Regions from separate parts of the Mus musculus genome. Here all the other regions are linked to region 6. Evidence: chromatin contacts called from public HiChIP or PLAC-seq and promoter capture Hi-C data. All regions are on one chromosome and are shown on one strand. The core of a region is the stretch at or near the end of the contact, and the rest is flanking DNA. Distances in the headings are between cores, read along the strand shown.

Region 1 (2,943 bases), core at 416-2,915, 1.2 Mb before region 6:
AAAAAACAAATTACAATTTGGAAGATATAATATCGAAACTGACACAAACTATACATACACCAGTGTGCATAGTTCAAGTAAAATCTTATTTTTTCATAACTGTATGTAGTTCACTGTGTAATAAAATAAGTTATAAAACTTCAGACAACTGTTACCTTCTTATGTATTTTTGCAACTAAATTTTACCTGGCCAGAATTCATACTCTATTCTGCAATTAACTCCGAAATTTTATATATCGTTCCTAGTGAACTTCAATGCTGGCATAAACTCTGATTTTCTTTTGAGGCAATTTTTAAAAATTAAACAAGCTTTTACAGTCTGAGTGCCCTAGCAGAAGAAGGGTAAGCTTTATAGCAGAAAGTCTCAAGAGCATATGCTGAAAGGTGTGTACAGTAAACACTACATTTTTAAAGTGAAAAACTTGATTATTCCAAGATTTTGATATCCATGTGGTTCTGGAACAATCTCTACAGATAACAGAGAGATAACCCTCTTTAGAAAGCTGGGCTCACGGAATAGAAAAGCAGCACTTAAGCAAAGTCCGGGCAAGCTGGAAAATTCATTTGTTGGGGGACACGGAATTTTAGTATGTGGAGAGTGGCTTAAATTCAGCCGCTACTCAGTAGTTTTCCCTTATAAATTCAATCACTAGCTCGTGTTTTGGATGGGGGTGGGGGGATGGGGGGTTGTTTGTCTGTTTTCCCGAGAAAGGGACTCTTTTGTGGTGTATCTTACCACCGCAACAAAAATGTATTAAAATTCGCCTTTGCTGCTTTTCCAAAGCTATTACAGTGTCAACCTGACACAATCCAAAGGACAAGCCTGTAACGGTCCTAGCTGCGTGGGTCCTGAGCAAGGCAGGTACTCGGAGATGAAACACTTGGGACAGCCGTCCTCACCGTGCAAACACCAAACGCTTTGACACCAAGGGCCGGGGCAGAAAGGGCTCGGTGTTGATGGTGCTTTTTAATATCTTGGTGCTGCGTGGCTCGAGGCTTCCCATTGCCTCCACTCTGCGAACACGGTTCACTCAACAGCCATCTCCCTCCCCGTCCTCTACCATCTTATCCTACCGCACCGTAAGCTACCTACGTATCCTTTTGTACCGGGCGGCCACACGGCGAGAGCGACGCCGGTCAGTTCACTCTGACCTAACGTTTCATCCCCACTCCCGAAAGGCGTCACACGGCGGGCGAGCCCGCCCTGGCTGTCCCCGAGGACGCAGCCCGCCAGGCCCGGGTCCCGCGCGGCTCACCAGGTGTAGATCTGCAGCTCGCTCGAAGGCACGTTCCCGCGGGAGAACTCGTCCATTCGGTGGTGGCGGCCGTTGTTGGTGGTGAAGACCCGCAGCAGGAGCGGGCAGGTCTGCGGAGAAGCAGGGAGTCAGCCTCGGGCGCGCCATTTGGCCTGCCCGCCCACCCGTCCGCAGGCCGCGCCCGCCCTCCCGCCAGCTCGCCGCTGCTGCCACCTCTGCCCCGCAGCCGCCCGCAACCCGCACCTTCTCGCGGTCGATCGGCTTCTCCGGCTCCTTCTTAATTTCCTCCTGGGTAACGCGCGACTCCACCGCCATCTTCCTCCTTCGGCCCGGGAGACGCTCGCCCTGACCTCCGACCCCTGCGGCGAGCATGAGCTAGTCGTCTCTCGCGAGGAAAGGCACGAGGTTTTATAGGAAACGAGTGGCAAGGCGGGGCATCGCATGGCGCAGGCGTATTTCCGTATGTGTGGGTGCACACGCACGCACGCGCGCGCGTACGTGTTGCCTTGGGGAGAGGGGTGGGGCACACGCATGCGCAGTGCTCTACAGGCGTCTTGATCGTTCTTAGTTGTTTTCTTACGTGCTCACTGCCCAGGTCAGCTTAACGTAATATTTTCATGCGTAGTGATGAAAATGTGTAGCGATCACGAAAAACTTAAGAAAATTCACATGACATGTAAAAATATGAACCAGGTAGTCATAGTGATGATAAACCGACTGAACTGGTTAATATGGACCCCCAGTGCAGAAAGGTACTGCAAGGCCAGCGAAATGATACCTTTTCTGTAGATGATGGGGTAAAGCTGTCTGTTTAGGGGCTATGAATGAAATAGGCTCTTTTTATGTCACGCAAAATTCAAGAGAGGCAAATCCAGCGGCATGGTGATGCATACCTTCACCTGGTCTTCAGAGTGTCAGGACAGTCAGGGCTATGTGGAGAGAGCCTGTTTCAAAACAAAAACTACAAAAGTATCAGTGAGAAAGACTGATTGAAAAAACCTTCATGCCGGCCAGTGGTGGCGCACTCCTTTAATCCCAGTACTTGGGAGGCAGAGGCAGGCTGACTTCTGCATTTGAGGCCAGCCTGGTCTACAGAGTGAGTTCCAGGACAGTCAGGGCTACACAGAGAAACCCTGTCTCAGAAAAAGAAAGAAAGAAAGAAAGAAAGAAAGAAAGAAAGAAAGAAAGAGAGAGAGAGAGAGAGAGAGAGAGAGAGAGAGAAAGAAGGAAAGATAGAAAGGAAGGAAGGAAGGAAGAAAGAAACCTTCACAATATGCTATAGATACTAAAACATAAACCCCATAGCTCCATTTTAAAGCAGTTGCTTTAAAAATGAAATCTAGACAGTAAGCATGTAAGGTTCGGAATGTCACTGCTAACCCAGAGAGTTCGTTAAAGATCTGGTGACTGCTTTTAATAGATTGCTTTACAAACAAATCGGATGTAGTATATCTGCAAAAATTAGACACTGCCAGTAGCAGCTGTTGGCCTTGGCACTTCTGAACTCCGGTGAGAAGGCAAGCTGGCACACACTTTGGATTCTTTAGGGTTCCTTGCTAGTCATCCTCTAGTCCTTACAACCCCTTCTTGCTGATAGACTCTAGAGAAAATCTTTGCTAGGAGTATATCCAGAGACATTATGAGAATGCTCTTCACTTGAGGTTCTTACAGAGGACCAGGCTACAAT
Region 2 (3,104 bases), core at 564-3,063, 1.9 Mb after region 6:
AACTTTGGTACAAGCAACTGGCCCTAACAGTTTGTTCCACAGTTACACAAGTGTGTGTGTGTTGGAGAGACATGATGCAAGAACCCTCTGTGCAATGCGTACACAGTCTCTGAAATCTGTTTTAAAAAATTTATGTTCTATGACCCCCTTATTAAATTCTGTACCACACCAGTAAACTTTAGAGCAGGCTAAGTCTTGTCTCAAATAAGGTAGCAGAAAATCAGAAGCCACACTAACTTTTTTCAGGTTCTGAAAAAAAAAATGCCTTTGCTTTCTTGACTTGGCCTAAAAAGTGTGCTATTGATGCACATCTCTGAACAGTTTTCCTTAATGGTTTATACCTGCAAGTGCCACTGACTTTGCATTATGTGTGCAAATGTAAGCCAACTTATTCCAAAATGTTTCCGTCCTACAGTTTGTTTCTCCAACAACGAAAACCTTCACCTCTCTATGACCGTAATTACTACTGCTGTTCCTACCTCTTCAAGTTGGAAGATTTGTATCGACAAAGAATAGAATCCCTAAACGTAAGTTCTAAGTCCCGGTTCAGGGTGACTGCCAGTTTCAAAGTGGCTCTACAGGGAGAAGTTTCTCCTAAAACTTCTCTTTTTCAGAGAAAGGTAATTTTTAACCCAGGGTCTTGCTACATGGCTTCCATGGTTATTGTCATTAATAAACTCAAAAGACCTGATTTTTCTTTTTCCCACGTAGGAAGCCGCAGGTCTCTCATTCCTTAGCCCCACAGGACAAAGTATTTCTTACACAGAATGGCCGGGATATAGAAGATGGAAGCAGGAGGGGTCCCCAAAAACCTGCAGACACCAAGTCTCATCTGGCCTAGGAGAGACTTCTTTTCCTCTTACCTTCCTTTTCCCCTTGGAAGACGCCCAGAGATCACAAGAGTCCTTCAGCTCCTGCTCCAACTCTCCGAGCCTCTTCCATGTTTCCTGAAAACCCGAAGCAGAGCCAGCCCCCAGTAACCCACGCACTTCCGGTCCGGAACCAGCCCCAAATACCCAAGTGCCCCAGCGCCCCGGCCCCCAGGTCCGGAGATAGCCGAATATCTCCGATTATGGGTATGCCAGATTCGAGGGCTTCCGAAGAGATTCGATTCAAAGCCCCGGCAAGCCGAAAACAAACGAGCCTGAAAGCCAGATGGGAGGGGCCAGCCGCTAGGTAGATGGAAAAAGCCGATTGGTACCGATGTGGGGACGGAAACGACCGAACAGCTCCGGAGAAACCCGGGGAATTCTGAGCGGTAATAGAGGGGTAGACTATGGCAGTGGGCGGGGCCAATCCGGTCCGTTCGAAGGGCGTTGGCGGAAATTACCGAAGATGCCCGAAGCCGTCGGGACGGACCCGAGTACCTCACGCAAGATGGCGGAGCTGGAGGAGGTGACTCTGGACGGGAAGCCTCTTCAGGCTCTGCGGGTGACCGACCTGAAGGCCGCACTGGAGCAGCGAGGCCTAGCCAAGAGCGGGCAGAAGAGTGCCCTGGTCAAGCGGCTCAAAGGGGTGAGAAGTCAGCGTTGCCGAGGTGTCGGAGGGGAGCGGACCCGGTAGAGACGAGTCTCCGCCGCGGCGCAGGCGCAGTGTCCGGGCTCGGCGCGAGCTCTCTCAGGCCGCCAGCGCGAGCCTGCAGATCCACGCGCACGGTGGTTGGTGTGGCTGGCGCTGGGATAGAGATAACGCCGGTTCCCGCCTTAACGGCAGCGGCGCGAGCCCAAAATGGGAGGGTGCGCGCTACTCTCCCGGAGTGTCTTAAGCTCCTTCCTTCTTCCCCCACCCCCTCCTTGTTTGTGTCTGTGTTGTCGGCGCATGCGCTGCAGAAGGAGTTAAATCCCTCTACAACCACCGGTGTGGCTGGCCTTAAGGGGGCGAGCAGGGCTGGGTCCGAGTTAGGGATACAGTTGGGCGGATGGGGTTGCTGTCTATGTCTGCAATAGGACATTTGTGATAGGGTAAAAAATGTCCGCTCGACTAGATTAAGTGAAAGGAAACCTTGATAGAAAGACTTGGTCAGAGACGGCTGTCTAATTTATAGGGAATCGAGCAGCAGTCTGGATAAGTATTTGGTGGCTATTGGTACGAGAGGTGAGACAGATTACTTTAGGCTGGGGATTTTGTGTCGGTTTGAGTAGTGAGGGTGAGCTTGTCGGGAGGTACACATACTGTGTATCGCTTTGGTGTAAATGGAGGGAAAGAAGGTGAGCTGAACTAGTGTTATTAGAGTTCATTAGCATACGTGACTCGTAATACTGATGGGGACTCTGGGTCAGTTCAGGGTTTGAGTTGACAGACCGTTGCTTATCCCGAAGCTGACAGTTTGTGGGTGGGTGTGGATTAGGTCAGACCACTGGTTACAAGGTCTGTGGTTAGTTTCCCTGTGAAATTTTTAATACATTTTATTTGTCCGGGTGTTACACTGCTGGAAGTTGTGCAAGTTCAGTTAAGTAGTTGTAGTTCTGAAAAACTAATCAAATAATAGTCAAATCCAAATTAGCCTCTTGTTGGTTTTATGTGATTTGAAACTTGTTCTGAGTACTTGGAATTTTTTTTTTGCCTGTATTACCGGATTTAGAAGTGGCTCCTAGTCAAAATTGCAGACAATAATAGAGATTCTAGTTCCGATTCTGTCATTTTTGCTGATTTTTGTGACATAGCCAGGTCACTGATTCTTTGTGTGCCTGTGTTTTACATTTGGGAGCAGTAACCATGGCTACCTTTAAGAGACTTATGAAGATGAATGAGAACAGTATTAATAAAGGGCTTTTAGTCTCGGTGAAAGGAATATAGTATAAATGTATATTTAAGTAATTGAATGAGAAGGCTGTGGGAGAGGTAGAGACCTGGATTGCGTTTTTGTTCCCCCTCCCGGTTTCTGATTTTTGCTCTTCTTTATACCAGGCTCTAATGCTAGAAAATTTACAAAAACACTCAACACCCCATGCTGCATTCCAGCCAAATTCACAGGTAAGAGAAAAGGTTTGTTTAGATAGAATGGGCTATTTGGAGACTATAGTAAGTAAATGGGAAGACATGGTGTTGTTTTCCTTGTCATCAGAAGCAGTATTTTCTTAAACTATTTTTATTGCAAGTGATCT
Region 3 (3,198 bases), core at 423-2,922, 1.3 Mb before region 6:
ATAGACGAGCTCAAAAAACCAAACAAACAGAAATTTTCCTGTTAACAGTTCTAGTAAACATCTTTACTTCACACGTCCACTCACAGAATCCAAATTCTAAAAGAAAACACTCTTCTTTTGGGAAATGGTCTCATCTATCTCAGGCTGGCCTCAAATTTGCATGGAAGTTGACCTAACACTTCAGATCCTACTTCCACTTACAGAATGCTGTGAAATCAAAGGCAGGCTCTATTCTAGAGCAGTGGTTCTCAACCTCCCTTACACTCTTTAATACAGTTCCTCATGTTGTGGTGACTCCAACCATAACATTATTTTCATTGTTACTTCACAACTGTAATTTTGCTGTTATCATAATACAAATCTCTGATACTCAGCCTCATGAAAGGGTTCTGCAACCACCACAAGGGGTCATGCCCAACAGGTTGAGAATGGCTATCCTAGACAGAAAGTAAGAAAACACCCCTTGTACAACAAAGCTCTAGCCAAGTACCTCAGCCTTAAGACTCATCAGTTTGTAGTTTTACAGCATTTAAATCTAAAAGGTGCAAGGTATGGTGGCACTTGCCTTTAGTCACAGCACTTGGGAGGCAGAGGCCAGTAGATCTCGGAGGTCAAGGCCAGCCTAGCCTATACAGCAAGTTCTATGGCTATATAGTGAGACAAACAAAAAAAAAAAAAACCCCACATTTTACAGAAGGGCAGGGAACCATGCCTGTAATTCCAGTAGCTAGGCACAGGGAGGGCTGCTGCAAGCTTTAGGCCAGAAAAAATAAAAAACAACCCTGAAAATAGACCGATTATGCACATATGGAGCCTCAAACAGTCTCTTTTGGCCTTCTGAGTCTAGGTCTTACTAACTACATCAGCAAAGATTTTCCTGCCTCCACCTCTTAATGTTGGGATTACAGGTGTGAAACAAACGCCTAGGTAGGGTCCCAAGTATTCCGTATGAGACAACTATTAATCAATCATGTTTGCTTTAATAAGATACTGGTCGAAGGGGTCACACTGGTACATAAATTACATTTTCTCAGCTCCAGGACCAAGTAAGGATAGAGCAGTCCGGTATCCATAATCTTGAAGGGTTAGGACCATTTCTTCGAGATGTTGAGATGGTCTAGCTGGTCTGCAATGTATCTATGCTTAGGGAACTTGGAAGTGGCCGCTGCCTTGATGGCTTCAAAAGCCTGGGCCCGTCGCTCCGCGGCGTGGCCGCACTCCTGCTCTGCTGTCATGTAGGGCATGCTGAGCCAGTAGTGGTTCTCGGCCTCCACCTCCAGGCGACGGATCATGCTCTCCTTCGCTTGGAAAGACACGGTACGCGGCCGCCGGTGCTTCCCGATCCACTGCCTGCCCGGAATGCGGCCGCGGAGGAGGACAGCGGTGAGGAACATGGTGCCTCCTGAGGAAATGACACGAAAGCCGCGGTCGCTGAGCCCCGGACCCGGGAAGCGAGCAACCGGCGTGCCAAGCTTGCGCCCACATCCCGCGGCCGAATCCAGAGCACGCTCGGCCTCTCGCCGGAAGTGAGTGGCCGGGAGCCGACTACACTGCAGGATATGGGGGTGGGGGCTCCCCGAAAACCCACCTCGCGTACCAACCGGCCCGGGACACGCTCCCCTCGGCGCTCCGCGTCCCCCGACCGATGCGGCGGCGCGCTGCTTCCGGTCTCTCTGGGGCCCTGATGCTAGAGTTCCGCTCTCGCGAGAGACGCCTTCTGCGCCTGCGCAGGATTCAAATGTGTAGCGCGTTCGTTCGAGGGGACTGGAGGTCAGCAGTCGGCTCGGCGGCCCTCAGCATGAACCCCATCCAGAGTTTCCACTGTAAGCTGCGGGGTCTGGCCACCACGCTGGACAGCGAGACGGCCCGGCTGCTGAGAGCGCTGGACGGCGAGGACAGCGGTGAGTGGGCGCGGGCGGGAGAGTGCGGTTCTCAGCGGGCGGTGTCGTCCAAGGGGCGTAGCTGATCTGTGATGGAAACTGTGCGGACAAATTCTCCTTGTGGCCGCAGGCGAGCGGGTGGTTGGGTGTTTGTTAACAACATCCAGTGGCAACTGTATTAAGACGCACTAAAACCCTGTTTTCTGTACGTGTAAAGTCATTTCGTCTCACTCGAATGGGCCCCTATTGAAGCAAGCATCTGCATTTTCTCCACTAACACTCTATTTGAAGTACAAATACTCGGCACTGCTGTTTTTTTGTTTGTTTTAAGATTTGTTTATATATGTATATGAATGCTCTATTTGCGTGGATGCAGGCACGACAGAAAAGGGCAGCAGATCCCATTATACATGGTCGTGAGCCACCTTGTAGTTGCTGGGAATTGAACTTAGGACCTCCAGAATTGGAGCCAGTATTCTTAGCCACTGAGCCATCTCTCCCGCCTCTTGTTTTATTTTTTAATAATAAAATTAAACATCATTTCTAACTTGTACTAGAGATTTTTTTCTTTTTTCTTTTTTCTTTTTTTTTTTTTTCGAGACAGGGTTTCTCTGTGTAGCCCTGGCTGTCCTGGACCTCACTTTGTAGACCAGGCTGGCCTCGAACTCGGAAATCCGCCTGCCTCTGCCTCCCGAGTGCTGGGATTAAAGGTGTGCGCCACCAAGCCCAGCCTGAGATTTTTTTAAAAAGTTGCAAGGTCACGGAGTGGCGTCCGCCATGAATCCCAACACTCAAGAAGCTGAAGGAGGTAGATTTTTGCGAGTTCCAGGCTAGCACCTGACCAATCAACCAGGCTTAGTGAGACCCTGTCCAAAAAAAAAAAAAAAAAGAAAGAAAGAAAAAAAAGAAAAAAAATCGATGCAAAAGTAGTTCAGATTTTGAGATTATCATAAAATGTCATAAATGTAATCTGTCTCGCACCCAGTAGGTCGAATGTAGTGGCACTTGCCTTTAATCCCAGCACTCTAGAAGGCATAGGCTGGCAGATCTCTGAGTTTGAGGCCAGCTTGATCTACAAATCGAGTTCCAGGACATCCAGGGATATACAGGAAACCCCTGTTTTGAAAAACAGAAACAAAGCAAAAATTGCACCCCGTAGACACAGATTCCTCTTACTTATAACTAACTCTCCATTTGGAAATGTTTTGGAGACTATAAAAGTAACATGTACTGTAGGAAATTTCAAATACAGAAAAGTAAAAAGAGTATATGTATTTTCTATTTAATTCGTAACAGACATCACTTACTGTTGTAGCTT
Region 4 (2,773 bases), core at 70-2,569, 2.0 Mb after region 6:
TCTTTTTCTTTTAATGTGGTTAAAGCATGCATCACCATTTTTAGAGTTCTTTTCATTTTCTTTTATAAACTCATAGGTCAGGGGTTCGAGTGAGGAGGAAAAGGCAGGAAGTCCTAGAAAGAAGACTTGAGAAGGGTCATGGGTTTCAGATATTAAAACATAAATAAATAGGTGAGAGAGAGAGAGACGGAGAGGGAGAGGGAGAGGGGGGGGGGAGAAAGAGAACTTAGTGTCCAGCAGAGACACTGGTGAAGGCTGCCAAACCCCTGTGGACTTGAGTTTGATCCTTCAGACCCTCTAGGTGGAGAGAATTCCTGCAAGTTGTCCCCTATTCTTTTTTTTTTTTTTTTTTTTTTTTTTCTTTTTTCTGAGACAGGGTTTCTCTGTATAGCCCTGGCTGTCCTGGAACTCACTTTATAGACCAGGCTGGCCTCGAACTCAGAAATCCGCCTGTCTCTGCCTCCCGAGTGCTGGGATTAAAGGCATGCGCCACCACACCTGGCACAAGTTGTCCCCTAATTGCCACACTTTGCATTGCGGCACGCGAGTGCCCCCACCAAAAGAAAAAATACACACACACACACACACACACACACACACACACACACACACGTATGTATGTATGTATGTTAGTGTGTGTGTGTGTGTGTGTTCGCGCAAACGTTTTATAATAAAAAGGTGCAGTGAGACCGGTTTATGGACTGCTTAAAATCGAGGTTTAAGCAATGGTCTACATGCAGGGTGTGTGAGGGAGACATTTTGGTTTCTTCAGAATGTGGTTTTAGCCTAGTAGGGGAGCCTGGCTCAGGCTGTGCAAAAACAAGCCCCAAGTGTAAGGCTACTTAGCCTCTCACTTGAACAACGTTACACTCATAGATGTTCATGTAAAGGTGGGCTGCTAGACAACTTGTGTGACCCAGAGACACTGGCCTGGGAAACCAAGGGTTGGAGGGCCTCGCCCCCCAAACCTGACGCTCAATCAGCCTAAGAGGTCCCAAGTTCGCTAGTTCTCCCAGCTTAGCAATGTCAGAGGGCGCTCACTCACAGGGTGGTTCTTCTGAGCCTGGCTTGGGGGGCGGGGAGGGAGAACGAGACGGGAAAGATGAGCGGACAGCGAGGAGAAAGGGAAGGGCAGTGGGCGCATCGGCCAGGTCCGGGAGCTCGCGGCCCTCGGGGGCCCCCCGGACGGGCGCCTCGGGTGCGGCGCGTGTGCTTGCGGGCGGGGCGGGCGGCGGCCAATCCGGGCGGGCGGCCGGGAAGGGGCGGGGCTTGTGAGCTCCGGCTCCGCGAGTCCTCCTTTTTTGCACACACACGAATACAAAGAGCCATACGACCTTCGAGTATCCTTTTTCCATTTTTTTTCCTCCTTCATCTTGTGTGCGTTTTCCAAATTTTTAAAAATAGAGATCTGTGGCAGTGCTGGGGTGAGGAAACTGTTGCTAAGGGGAATTTGCTCTTTTCCCCATTTCTTTTCCTGTCTCTCTTTCTCTTTCTTTTTCCTGGTCGAGGTTTAAAAATATACCAAGTTGAGAAGCCGTGTGCAACTGTTCCCAGACCAATTTACAGATTTTTTTTTTCTTTTTGGATCACATTTTAAGAATTGGTAAATTTTGTGGTTGAAGGATTTAAATTTTAGTCGCTTGGGGAAGTATAGATTTGTTTTTAATCGGGTTAAAGCGATAATGTGAATTTCTACCACAGGCAACAGAGAGATTTGAGGTGCCCTCACAAAGCCTTTGGCATGTATTTTAGACACACTCACTCAGAACCAAAACCAAGTGCTGTAGCAGCAATGTAGCAGCGAGTGTGACAGGCCAATAGATTAAATATACTGGGTTATTTTAATTGGGACACTCATTTCCCAGGAGAGAAGGGAAAGCTCTCTCACAGTGTTTTGCACACACAATTTCATGAGGACATTTGTGTGTATGTACACTTAAAACATACCATTTCGTATGGATTCATCTTGTGGTTTATTCTTTGTATTTATGTAAAGTATGTGTATATGTGCTGTTATCGGATTTTATTTTTAAAGTGTTTTCATTTGATTTTATGTGTGTAAAATAGACCTTAGGATGTTTTTTCCCCTCTGTGTTCCCAAATGTGATCAAAACAGGATTTCAAATGCAAAGTAAAGCGTAGAGGAAATCCTGCACTTAGCATACTTAAGAACTTTCATCCTATTGGAATTTACCTTCTTTTCTGCTTCTTTTTATATCAGATTAGTGAATAATTAAATAATTGCCCCAAAGCCTGCAGTCAGTGTGTTTGGCAAACGAAGTGGGGGGGACGGGGACTGAGTGTGTAGTCCAGAGCCTTTTAGTGACTTTTTAAATGCTTTTGGTTTTTTATTGGTTTTCCTTCCTAAACATGCAACTGTGTATATTTTAGCCTTTATGAGTAGTTTTGGGGGGAGGTACCAGAAGGGAATCTCCTGGCATTTTGACAAAGTGACCTTTTATTGGTTGGGATTTGTTTGGAAAACTCCACATCTGGGAAAGTGTGTGAGACAATATTCTAGTCCAGTTACTGAACGGGGGTGGGGGTGGGGTCCTGGGAGGGGTACTTGGGGTAGGGGCAAGAGGAGGCAAACGCAAAACCCAGGAGGGATAAGAAATACAATGTGATTGTTATTTTGCTTTCTGTGAATGCAAAGCTTCCCCCATATCGTCACATTTTTGGAAAAGTGTGTGTGCATTGAAGGACTGTTGCCTGGGGCAGAGGCCCCCCTTCCCTTGGGAGTTCTATGCTGAGACAGGCTTATTAAGAGTTA
Region 5 (2,792 bases), core at 292-2,791, 1.7 Mb after region 6:
ACTGTGAGCTTGATGCTCTCAGTCTGATTCCACTTAAATAAGGGAACTCAGCCCTTCCCAGCACAACCCCAGCCTCCCATCAGAGGCCCTATTTTCCCATGAAGACCAACTTTGTAGAGGGATGCGGAGAGCAGCAATTGAGAACTTCTTACCCAGCCCCCACTGCTGTGGATCCAGTCAGCCAGACGTGTCTCCAGGTAGGCCACCATCCAATCCTGCACTTGTCCCACCAAAGGCTCCATTTCTTTGTTGACACTCTCAGCACACAGGGCAGCCCCAAAGACAAAGAATGCCACAAGACGGCCCCAGTTAGGGCCCCCTTGGAAAAGTTCGTCGGAAACCTGGGTGAAGCGTTGCTGGGCTGAGCCTGGGGTCACGTGTAGCTGAGCGGCCAGGTCAGAGAAGGTGCGGCGGAAACGGGTCTCAAACTCGTCTCCAGCAGCCCGCATGGCTTGGTGCAGCGGGTCGGCGGCTGGGCCTTCCCCAGGGCCAGCTCCACAGACATAACCCTTCTGCCTCAGCTTATAGCCTACAAAGTCAGCCACTAGAGCCCGTGTGTCTGGGGTTGAGGCTGGGGTCGCCATCCGGGCGGCTGAAAGGGGCAAGGATGACAGACTGACATAAATATAAGGAAATTATTGACAGAGAGCAAGAAGGGACATTTCCTATTTGATCAAGCTCCTGAGATAGGTGAAATGCTCAGAGGCACTGGGCAGGGCCAAGAAAGAGCAACGGATTTAAGTCATGGGGAGGTTCAGAGCATAAGCAGCTGGCCACGTATAACATGTCAAATTAAGTGTGCAACAGGAAATCTTATTTTTAGACTACTTCAGATTCCTTTCATACGACAGCACCAGCTGTATGCCACCTCTATACACACACACACACACACACACACACACACACACACACACACACACACACACACCCCTTTTTGGCTATAGGAAGGGGCTTAAGACCTCCCCAGGAGCATGATGCGAAGATGTTGGCAGAGGCACAAGATAGGGAGGAGACAGGGGCTGAATAGGAAGATGGGAAAAGCCAAGGGCTGTAATGGGGCAGAAAGGAAGAGGACACTTACCCAGCCTGGATGGCAGCTCTTAGGACCCAGTGCTGGTGGCAGGGAGCCCCCAGCTGAGGCCTTTCATCCTCCCGGCTAGAGTGGAGCCCTGAAAAGGGGAGGGAGAGAGAACTAGGTGGGAAAGGCCTGGGTCTGGCCCGGAAAGAACTGGAACTGCAGCGCCTGGGACTGGGCCCCTACCTCCAAAGCTTTGCCAGCTGTGGGACCGATTCCGTGTTTAATGACTGCCCTCTTGGGAAACCCGGGACCACGGGCTTCCTGCCGACACCATCTCTATTCCCGGTACCCCCAAGAGCAGCCCAAAGGCCCAGCTCCTCCCATTCCCCCACCCTTAGCTGGTCTCCAACCCCGCCCGCCAGCCAGGTTAAGGAATCTCACGGGTCAGGCCGCAGCCGGGATCCGGAATCCGGTTGTTTCCTGGTGGAGGAGCTGGGAGGGAGGGAGGGAGGGAGGGAGAAAGGGAGGAAGGGAAGGAAGGAAGGAGGGAGGAGGGGAGGGCAGGGAGGGAGGGCCCGGCGCCGGGTGATGATGGGACACAGAGATGCGTCCAGAGAGAGGGGCGGGGCTGGGAGGCAGGGCTGGGAAGAGCCACAACTCCAGGAAGAGAGGGCCATTGAAGGGCTGTTCAGAGGCCATAGTGACCTGTGCCGGCTGCCTGCGAAGCCCGCAGTGTCCCCAGAGAAACACACCGGGCCTCAGCAGCTCAGTGCAAATTCAGCATTTCCGGAAGGTCTCTTCTGTTCACGCACTTGTTGAACTTTCCAGCTTGGATTGCGTGCCTAGGAAAAGCAGAGCAGTTCCTATTAAGCTGGGAACAACCTCTTGCCCTTGTGGGGCTAGTAGAAACACTAAACACAAAAATACTTCCCCTCAGGACCTTTAATGCAGTGGGCTCTTCCTTGGCTGGAGTTTCAGCTAGGTATCAAGGTGTCAGGCCTTGGTTTACAGTGTCCACAAGCAATCTTCATCTTTTGTAATCAGATTGATTTTCTTTTCATTTGTTACCCACCACAGGAGTTAATTCTTACTATTTAAAACAAAAATCAAACAATAAAAGGCACAAATTGATACAAGCTTACTAATCTTACACACCCTCTCTAAATACAGGTTACCAATGTTGGGTTAATACCTGTTTTACAGATTACATATATCTATAATTTACATGTGAATATCTACATTCACATATACATGGATTATATATACATTTATCCATACACATATGTTTATATAAATATGTGCTTTTATATATACACATACAATATAAATATGTTTATAAGTATAAATATATATGTTATATATAATTTATAAATGTATCAATATACATATAAATATAAAGTATATCAGTATAGTATATGTAAATATTTTTATATTTTTATATATTCCATATACATATTTATAATATACACATATATGTATATATAATATACATATATCTATTTATATGTGCATTTATGTATATATATATATGTAAAAATATGTATATATAAAAACCGAGTGTGTGTGTATTTTGAAACATGGTTTCTTCTCTGTGTAGCCCTGGCTGCCCTGGAACTCACTTCTATAGAGCAGGCTGGCCTCGATCTCACAGGGATTGGCCTGCCTCTGCCTCAGACACTATGGGATTAAAGGCCCGAGGCACCACTATCCAGCATGTGATAATATCTTTCTGTAGAGCAAGTTTCCAGGGCAAGAAGCTTTCTGACTACAGCAG
Region 6 (2,754 bases), core at 15-2,514:
ACAGAGAAGCCCTGTCTCGAAAAAACAAAACAAAACAAAAAACTGCACAGTGGAGAGAGAAGGCTGCCTCGCTAGGGAGTGAACACCCACGTTTCTTCCTTTCAGCGTGTCGTAGGGGAGCCCATCACAAGCCGTCTTCCTATTGGCTGCCCTGAGACAGATCCCAGCTTTGATCCTGTTGTTACTCTTCCTTACCTCATCTCACTGCTTACAGTCAAACATGAAAGTCAGGGCATGAACCCCTGACAGGAACGTGGAAGCCGGTGGTTCTCAATCTTGACCCCTTTGACAGTGGGTTTAAGACTATAGGAAACACAGATATTTTTACTTACTATTCATAACAGTAGCACAATTTAAGGAACTGACTGGATTAAAGGCTGTGATTGGCATGTAAAGTGAGTAGATTAATTAGTGGTCAAGGAAGAACGCAGTTTACTGGCTTGCTTTCTGTTTCTGCTCACCTCATACAATCCAGGACCACCTGCCCAGAAGCGGTGCCTACAGTGGGCTAAGCTCTCTTCCTTCAGTTAGCAATCAAGAAAATGCTCTGCAGACACACCCCAGAGGTCAATTTGACGGAGGCGATTTCTCAATTGAGGTTCATTTTTTTCCAGGTGCGTCAATTTAACAACCAAGAATAGCCATAGCACCGGAAGTACCTTTAGTAGGACAGAGGCATAAATCCAACCTAAGGACAAATCTACGTGGGGCGGATTTCCTGGCCTTCCCCTTTTTCATTAACATAAATTGTAACTGCCATAGGTAAGGCCTAGACAGACTAAGAATTTCTCTATTCCCAGTCTTGGCTAAAACTGCAAATTAACTCACCCCATCTTTTTTACTTATTTTTTGTCTTAATAGGACCCGGAGCTTAGTCAGATTCGGCTAAATTTCAACTCCAGACCTCAATGAGTTATTTTCTTCTACCAAAAGTTTCCTCAACTTTCAGAAAGTAAAGAAATGTTGCGTTCTGTTGCAGTTATTTTCCCAAAACAGCAGTGGGTCTGATGGCGCAGTCAACATTGACCTCCCCTCCCCTGGCACTCCCCTCCTAGGGCCGCTGACCCTGAGCCAGGCCTCAGAAGGTCAAGACCACCAGAGACTACCGGGGACCCTCGGGCTGTCAGACAGCCTCCTGGGGTACCCACGCACCTGCTCGGAGATCCCGCCTGGCCCTTCCTGGTGTCGGATGGTCCCCTCCTCCGTGCTCCGCAGCCAGCGTTCCAGCCTTGGTGCTTCCGCTCCAGGCGCAGCCGGGTTAGGTGGGGCGCGGCGGGGCGGGACCGTGGCTGCGGCTCCTGAACACCGGACCTACGCCCCTTAGAGGGATGTCCTGCGACTGTCCAGCTGGGGAGAAGGCGTGGCCTCAGCTTTCCAGATCAGCCTAGCGTTCAGGACTTTCACTTTCTTTTTCAGAGTGTAAATTGCCAGTAGGAGTAAACCCAAAATTCGAATCTGGGAGACTTGATGGATGGGGACTTTTGACAGAGAAATGATTACGGATTGGGGTTAAATAGGGTGCTGGAATCCCAGGGCAGGTAAGAAACAAATTTCCCAAAGGGGCATCAGAGAGAATTTAGGACTGAAGAGCTAGGTCATTGGTAGAAAGCTTGGCTAACATTTGTGGGCCCCTGGGTTCGATTTTCAGCAGCAACAGTGGAAGAAAATGAGAACTTCTGAGTTTGAAGCGCACAATAGCATCCATCACTAATTGGAGACGCTCAAACGATGGGTCTAGGGCTAGACAGCTCAGCTGGTTATTTGCTTCACATGTGTGGGCCCTGGGCGCTAGAATCAGAAATGTACTGAGTAGGGACTGATTTAGAAATAATTCCATTAATAATTTCAGAATATGATGAATGAAACGAGACTATAAGGTCTAGACTAGAGAATTGAATGTAAAAGGTGAATTTTGGTGACATGATTTATTGGGTGCTGTCCTCAGGTGCCAAATGATCTGGAACTTATTATGTGTACTAGGCTAGGTAGCCAGTGAGCACTAAGGATCTACCAGTCTCTTCCTCCCAGCACTGGGGTTACAAGCACATACCATTATGTGTGGCTTTATATGTATATTATATGGCTTTATATATAGTATATATAATATACTATATTTGTTTGCATGCATACACATATGTGTGCTTATGATTTCTCTTCTTCTTTGACATGACTGGGTATAGGACTCATGTCATCAGGCTTGTAGGGCAAATACTTTACCCACTGAGCCACCTAGCCAGCTTCCAGCTTTTTCCTTTTTAAAATGGTGGGGGGGTGTGTTACACTCCGGTCTTTATGCTTACCAGGCAAGCACTCTAGGGACTGAGCCACCTCCCCCTCCCTAGAAACGTCTTTACTGGACTGAGGATATGCTTCAGCAGGTTAAAGTGCTGTGTGAAGCCCTGGGTTCAGTCCCTAATACTGTATTAAAAACAGGGTTGGTGGTATATGTGTGTAGTCCCTACAGACTGGAGGTACAGACAGGAGGATCAGAAGTCAAAGATCTTTAGTGAGTTCTTAAAAAGCAAAGCAGAAAAGGAGACATTTTTACTGTACTACTAGTTTCTTGTCTTATTGCTCTGATAGAAGCAGCTTTTGGAAGGAGAGGGTGTGCTGGCTTACAGTCCTAGGGTGTACAGTCTTTCATGGCAGGGAAGGTCTGACTGCAGGAGCAGGAGGTGTCTGATCGCATCTTGCCCACAGTCAGAGGGTAATAAGTGAAATGATGAGTATTGTCTGCTTTCCCTTTAATTCCAT
Region 7 (2,856 bases), core at 335-2,834, 1.3 Mb before region 6:
ACTGGGAACTGAACCTATCACCACACATGAGTTTTATGTGGTCTTCCACTGGGCTCCATCCTTAGCCTCCAGATTCCATGTTGTATCTTAATTCTTTGAGACAGTTTTTCTGGGAAAATAGCTGAATTTTACCCACCTTAGTGCCCTAGAGTTGGGTCAATTTTGCCACTAATATGTAGTCAAAAATTTGAAGTCAGAATATGTTTGCTTTTTTTTTTTTTTTTTTTTCTCTAGACAGGGTTTCTCTGTGTAGCTCTGGGTGTCCTGGAACTCACTTTGTAGACCAGGCTGGCCTTGAACTTAGAAATCTACCTGCCTCTCTCTCCCAAGTGCTGGTATTAAAGGTGTGCACTTCTGGGTCCTAATGTCATCTTTAGGGCATGTTGCAATTTTCTTATTGTATACATGTTACTTTAATGTAACAGTAGTGTATGGTGACTAAATATTAATACTCATTTTACTAAGTCTTTATCATACTATAATAGCAGTTACCTTCTTCTTGGAGACTTTAGTAAATAGTCTGTTTTAGCTGACCTCAAACTCACAGAGTTCCACTGTCCTCTTCCTCCTGAGTGTGTGGAATTAAAGGCATGTGCCACTATGCCCAGGGCCAAAACCCAAACCAACCCAAACCAAACTTAAAAACTTTTCATTTGTCCTCAGACAACCCCTGGGCCACACATCCTCATGAGCAGTGGTCCATGCACATCCGCACATAGAATGTAAATAAATGAATGTACTGTGTTTTAAAAGAATGTATGAAATTATTCCTAATGATTGTACATTATGATGTTTCACAGCAAGGCTTCTAGATTCTAAGATTGCAGTCATTACTTAGCAATCTCCAGCTGTAAATATTTGAAAATCCCACTCCAGGAAAGGGCTGTTTCTATATTCTGCTTTCATGGTGTAACCTTAAATGTGGACTCCAAATCAAACTGACCTGTTGTATATGGCTTCCACCTTAAATCTCAGGCTCCTACCAATTCAAACAAAACATGGTGGAGAGAGCGATACGTGGACCAAATTATCCCAGGGGATTCTTCATTGGAGACACATTATAGTCACAGGAGTCTTATATTTAAGTATATATAATATTTTTCTTGCTTGCACGCTTGAGTGATGCACAGCCTTATGTAATAGGGAACCCGACTTGTATGGGTCCTGAAAGACCTAGGGGAAGAGTGTTATACAGAGTGCCACCCAAGGCACACAGGGCAGCTAAGAATTCATTCCTCTCCCCTTGCGCATCCCCATCCCTCTCGTCACCCAGTCCTAGATGGCCTCCTACACATCCTTAGCACTCTCCTCTCTTTTCCACCAAGGCACCCCCAAATCCCATGGGCGGGCCTGAGCAGAAGCCCCGCCCCAACTTCAGGCCCCGCCTCCTTCGGCCGGGTAGCCCCACCCCCTACGGGGATTGCCAGGCGCGGGACTAGGGGCGGAGCGGCAGGATGCGGGGCAGGGGCGGACCCGGTCCAGGCGCCGGGAGGGGCGGAGTTGCAGCGTCGCCCTTCACAGCTCGCAGCGGGATGAGAGGCGGGCCCGGAGGCGGGCCCGAGGGCGGGGTCAGGGGCGGACCCGGGCCAGGCGCAGGGAGGGGCGGAGTTGTGGCGTCGCCCTTCGCCACTGCTTGCGGCGGCGGAGCCTCGGGGGCGGGGAAGCTGGCGACAGGGCCGCTGGGGTCTTGTGGTCCTACAGAATCGTGGGCAGCGGGACCCGGCAGTCAGCAGAGGAACATGGCGCCCTGGACACTCTGGCGCTGCTGCCAACGCGTGGTGGGCTGGGTTCCGGTGCTCTTCATCACCTTTGTGGTCGTCTGGTCCTACTACGCGTACGTGGTGGAGCTGTGCGTGAGTGAGTACGGGAGGCGCGGGCGGCGGGCCGGGCCGCGGGTGGCAGGCCGAGGCCTCGGCGCCGCGTTCTGATTCCGCGGGGCGGCCTGCGCTTCCCCAGCCCGTGGGTTCCACGTCCGAGGGTTCCGGCCCGCGCTTCTCCGGCGGTGGGGGCCCCTGTCCGTGGGTTTCTGCCCACGGCTCGCTGCTCGAGGGGTCCCGAGTTCGGGCCTGCGCGCCGCCCACGCTCCAAGCTTCCGGGTGGCTGCAGTCGCCTTGGGGCTCCCACCCTTCTGTGACGGAATGCTCACAAAGGCCTTTCCTTTTGAACTAGAGAACCCCTTCTGAGACGGCTTGTGAGGTCAGTTTGGCTAAAACACACGCACACACGCACAAAGAAATCTTTTCCTCCCAGATTGTTGCTCCCCAAACTGCGCGAGAAGAAGCGCGTAAGCTGAAAGCAGCCTGGGGGCCTGGGAGGGAGGTGTGTCTCCCGGGTCTGCAGTGTGGGCTCAGCCCCTGGTCTGAGCTGTATTTGACCCTTTTTAATATTCATCTGGGGGTCTCAGTGCTGGATTTACACAAAATGTTGTTTTGAGGCACAAGGAATTGAACAAGAGAGGTGCAAGCTCAATGACTTTTTTTTTTTGCCTGTTTACTTTGTAGGTTTGTATTGCTTATACCTTTAGTTTTAGGGCTTTGGTTTAGTTTTACTTTTGCTATTTTTCTTATTTAATTTTTTTTACCGTATGGTTCTTACCTGATTTCCTGGGATAAAGGAATAGCGTTGCATTATACTTACATGACTTAGCCGATTGGTTCATTGTCATTAACACCCTAGGCCATTACTATGTCAGTGATACTAAATAATTGCCTGTAAGCTTTGAGTGTGCGTTCTATACCTACTGGCTCTTTACTGTGTTCGTCTCCCGTCAGCATTATTAAATAAAACCCTAAGAAAAAGCAGTCCCTTGGTTTCCCAGAAGTGATGTGGTTTTAATTTTCAGACAGAGCCCTCGGT

What was found. Promoter capture Hi-C pulls out the DNA fragments that hold promoters and counts their contacts. HiChIP or PLAC-seq counts read pairs in DNA pulled down with a chosen protein or histone mark.
Region 1: a contact with region 6 is called in a promoter capture Hi-C map of pre-B cells, with 4 times the contacts expected there. The contact joins the promoter of Sap18 here to the promoter of Parp4 in region 6. A contact is called at or near these places in 6 of 39 promoter capture datasets (the C10 cell line, cranial neural crest, liver and 2 more) and 1 of 484 Hi-C or Micro-C datasets (B cells).
Region 2: an H3K27ac HiChIP or PLAC-seq map of thymic regulatory T cells shows a contact between it and region 6, with 7 times the contacts expected there. The contact joins the promoter of 1700123O20Rik here to the promoter of Parp4 in region 6. A contact is called at or near these places in 1 of 39 promoter capture datasets (liver) and 1 of 115 datasets of contacts at active chromatin or transcription factors (thymic regulatory T cells).
Region 3: a contact with region 6 is called in a promoter capture Hi-C map of pre-B cells, with 4 times the contacts expected there. The contact joins the promoter of Mrpl57 here to the promoter of Parp4 in region 6. A contact is called at or near these places in 5 of 39 promoter capture datasets (cranial neural crest, liver, maxillary cranial neural crest and 2 more).
Region 4: a contact with region 6 is called in a promoter capture Hi-C map of liver, with 3 times the contacts expected there. The contact joins the promoter of 4931414P19Rik here to the promoter of Parp4 in region 6. A contact is called at or near these places in 2 of 39 promoter capture datasets (liver and pre-B cells).
Region 5: a contact with region 6 is called in a promoter capture Hi-C map of liver, with 5 times the contacts expected there. The contact joins the promoter of Bcl2l2 here to the promoter of Parp4 in region 6. A contact is called at or near these places in 3 of 39 promoter capture datasets (liver and pre-B cells).
Region 7: a contact with region 6 is called in a promoter capture Hi-C map of pre-B cells, with 5 times the contacts expected there. The contact joins the promoter of Zdhhc20 here to the promoter of Parp4 in region 6. A contact is called at or near these places in 5 of 39 promoter capture datasets (the C10 cell line, liver, neutrophils and 1 more) and 1 of 115 datasets of contacts at active chromatin or transcription factors (astrocytes).

Annotation. Positions count from the first base shown.
Region 1 is chr14:57,796,911-57,799,853 of GRCm38.p6, reverse strand. It overlaps Sap18 (Sin3-associated polypeptide 18), which reads right to left and starts at 1,665. Exons shown (of 4, transcript NM_009119.3): 1 at 1,500-1,665; 2 at 1,257-1,366. The coding sequence starts at 1,628. It overlaps Mir3077 (microRNA 3077), which reads right to left and starts at 1,430; the gene lies at 1,367-1,430.
Region 2 is chr14:54,684,880-54,687,983 of GRCm38.p6, reverse strand. It overlaps 1700123O20Rik (RIKEN cDNA 1700123O20 gene), which reads right to left and starts at 1,813. Exons shown (of 2, transcript NM_021437.2): 1 at 864-1,813. It overlaps Acin1 (apoptotic chromatin condensation inducer 1), which reads left to right and starts at 1,053. Exons shown (of 19, transcript NM_023190.3): 1 at 1,053-1,515; 2 at 2,908-2,973. The coding sequence starts at 1,204.
Region 3 is chr14:57,824,713-57,827,910 of GRCm38.p6, reverse strand. It overlaps Mrpl57 (mitochondrial ribosomal protein L57), which reads right to left and starts at 1,672. Exons shown (of 2, transcript NM_026401.2): 1 at 1,589-1,672; 2 at 1-1,402. The coding sequence starts at 1,394. The coding sequence ends at 1,086. It overlaps Ska3 (spindle and kinetochore associated complex subunit 3), which reads left to right and starts at 1,748. Exons shown (of 9, transcript NM_198605.3): 1 at 1,748-1,901. The coding sequence starts at 1,799.
Region 4 is chr14:54,604,454-54,607,226 of GRCm38.p6, reverse strand. It overlaps 4931414P19Rik (RIKEN cDNA 4931414P19 gene), which reads left to right and starts at 1,319. Exons shown (of 7, transcript NM_028890.2): 1 at 1,319-1,424.
Region 5 is chr14:54,882,174-54,884,965 of GRCm38.p6, reverse strand. It overlaps Bcl2l2 (BCL2-like 2), which reads right to left and starts at 1,541. Exons shown (of 4, transcript NM_007537.1): 1 at 1,460-1,541; 2 at 1,082-1,169; 3 at 153-592. The coding sequence starts at 584.
Region 6 is chr14:56,574,129-56,576,882 of GRCm38.p6, reverse strand. It overlaps Parp4 (poly (ADP-ribose) polymerase family, member 4), which reads right to left and starts at 1,264. Exons shown (of 35, transcript NM_001145978.2): 1 at 1,153-1,264. It also overlaps a transcript of Cenpj not described here.
Region 7 is chr14:57,889,064-57,891,919 of GRCm38.p6, reverse strand. Zdhhc20 (zinc finger, DHHC domain containing 20) reads left to right here and starts at 1,584. Exons shown (of 13, transcript NM_029492.5): 1 at 1,584-1,857. The coding sequence starts at 1,740.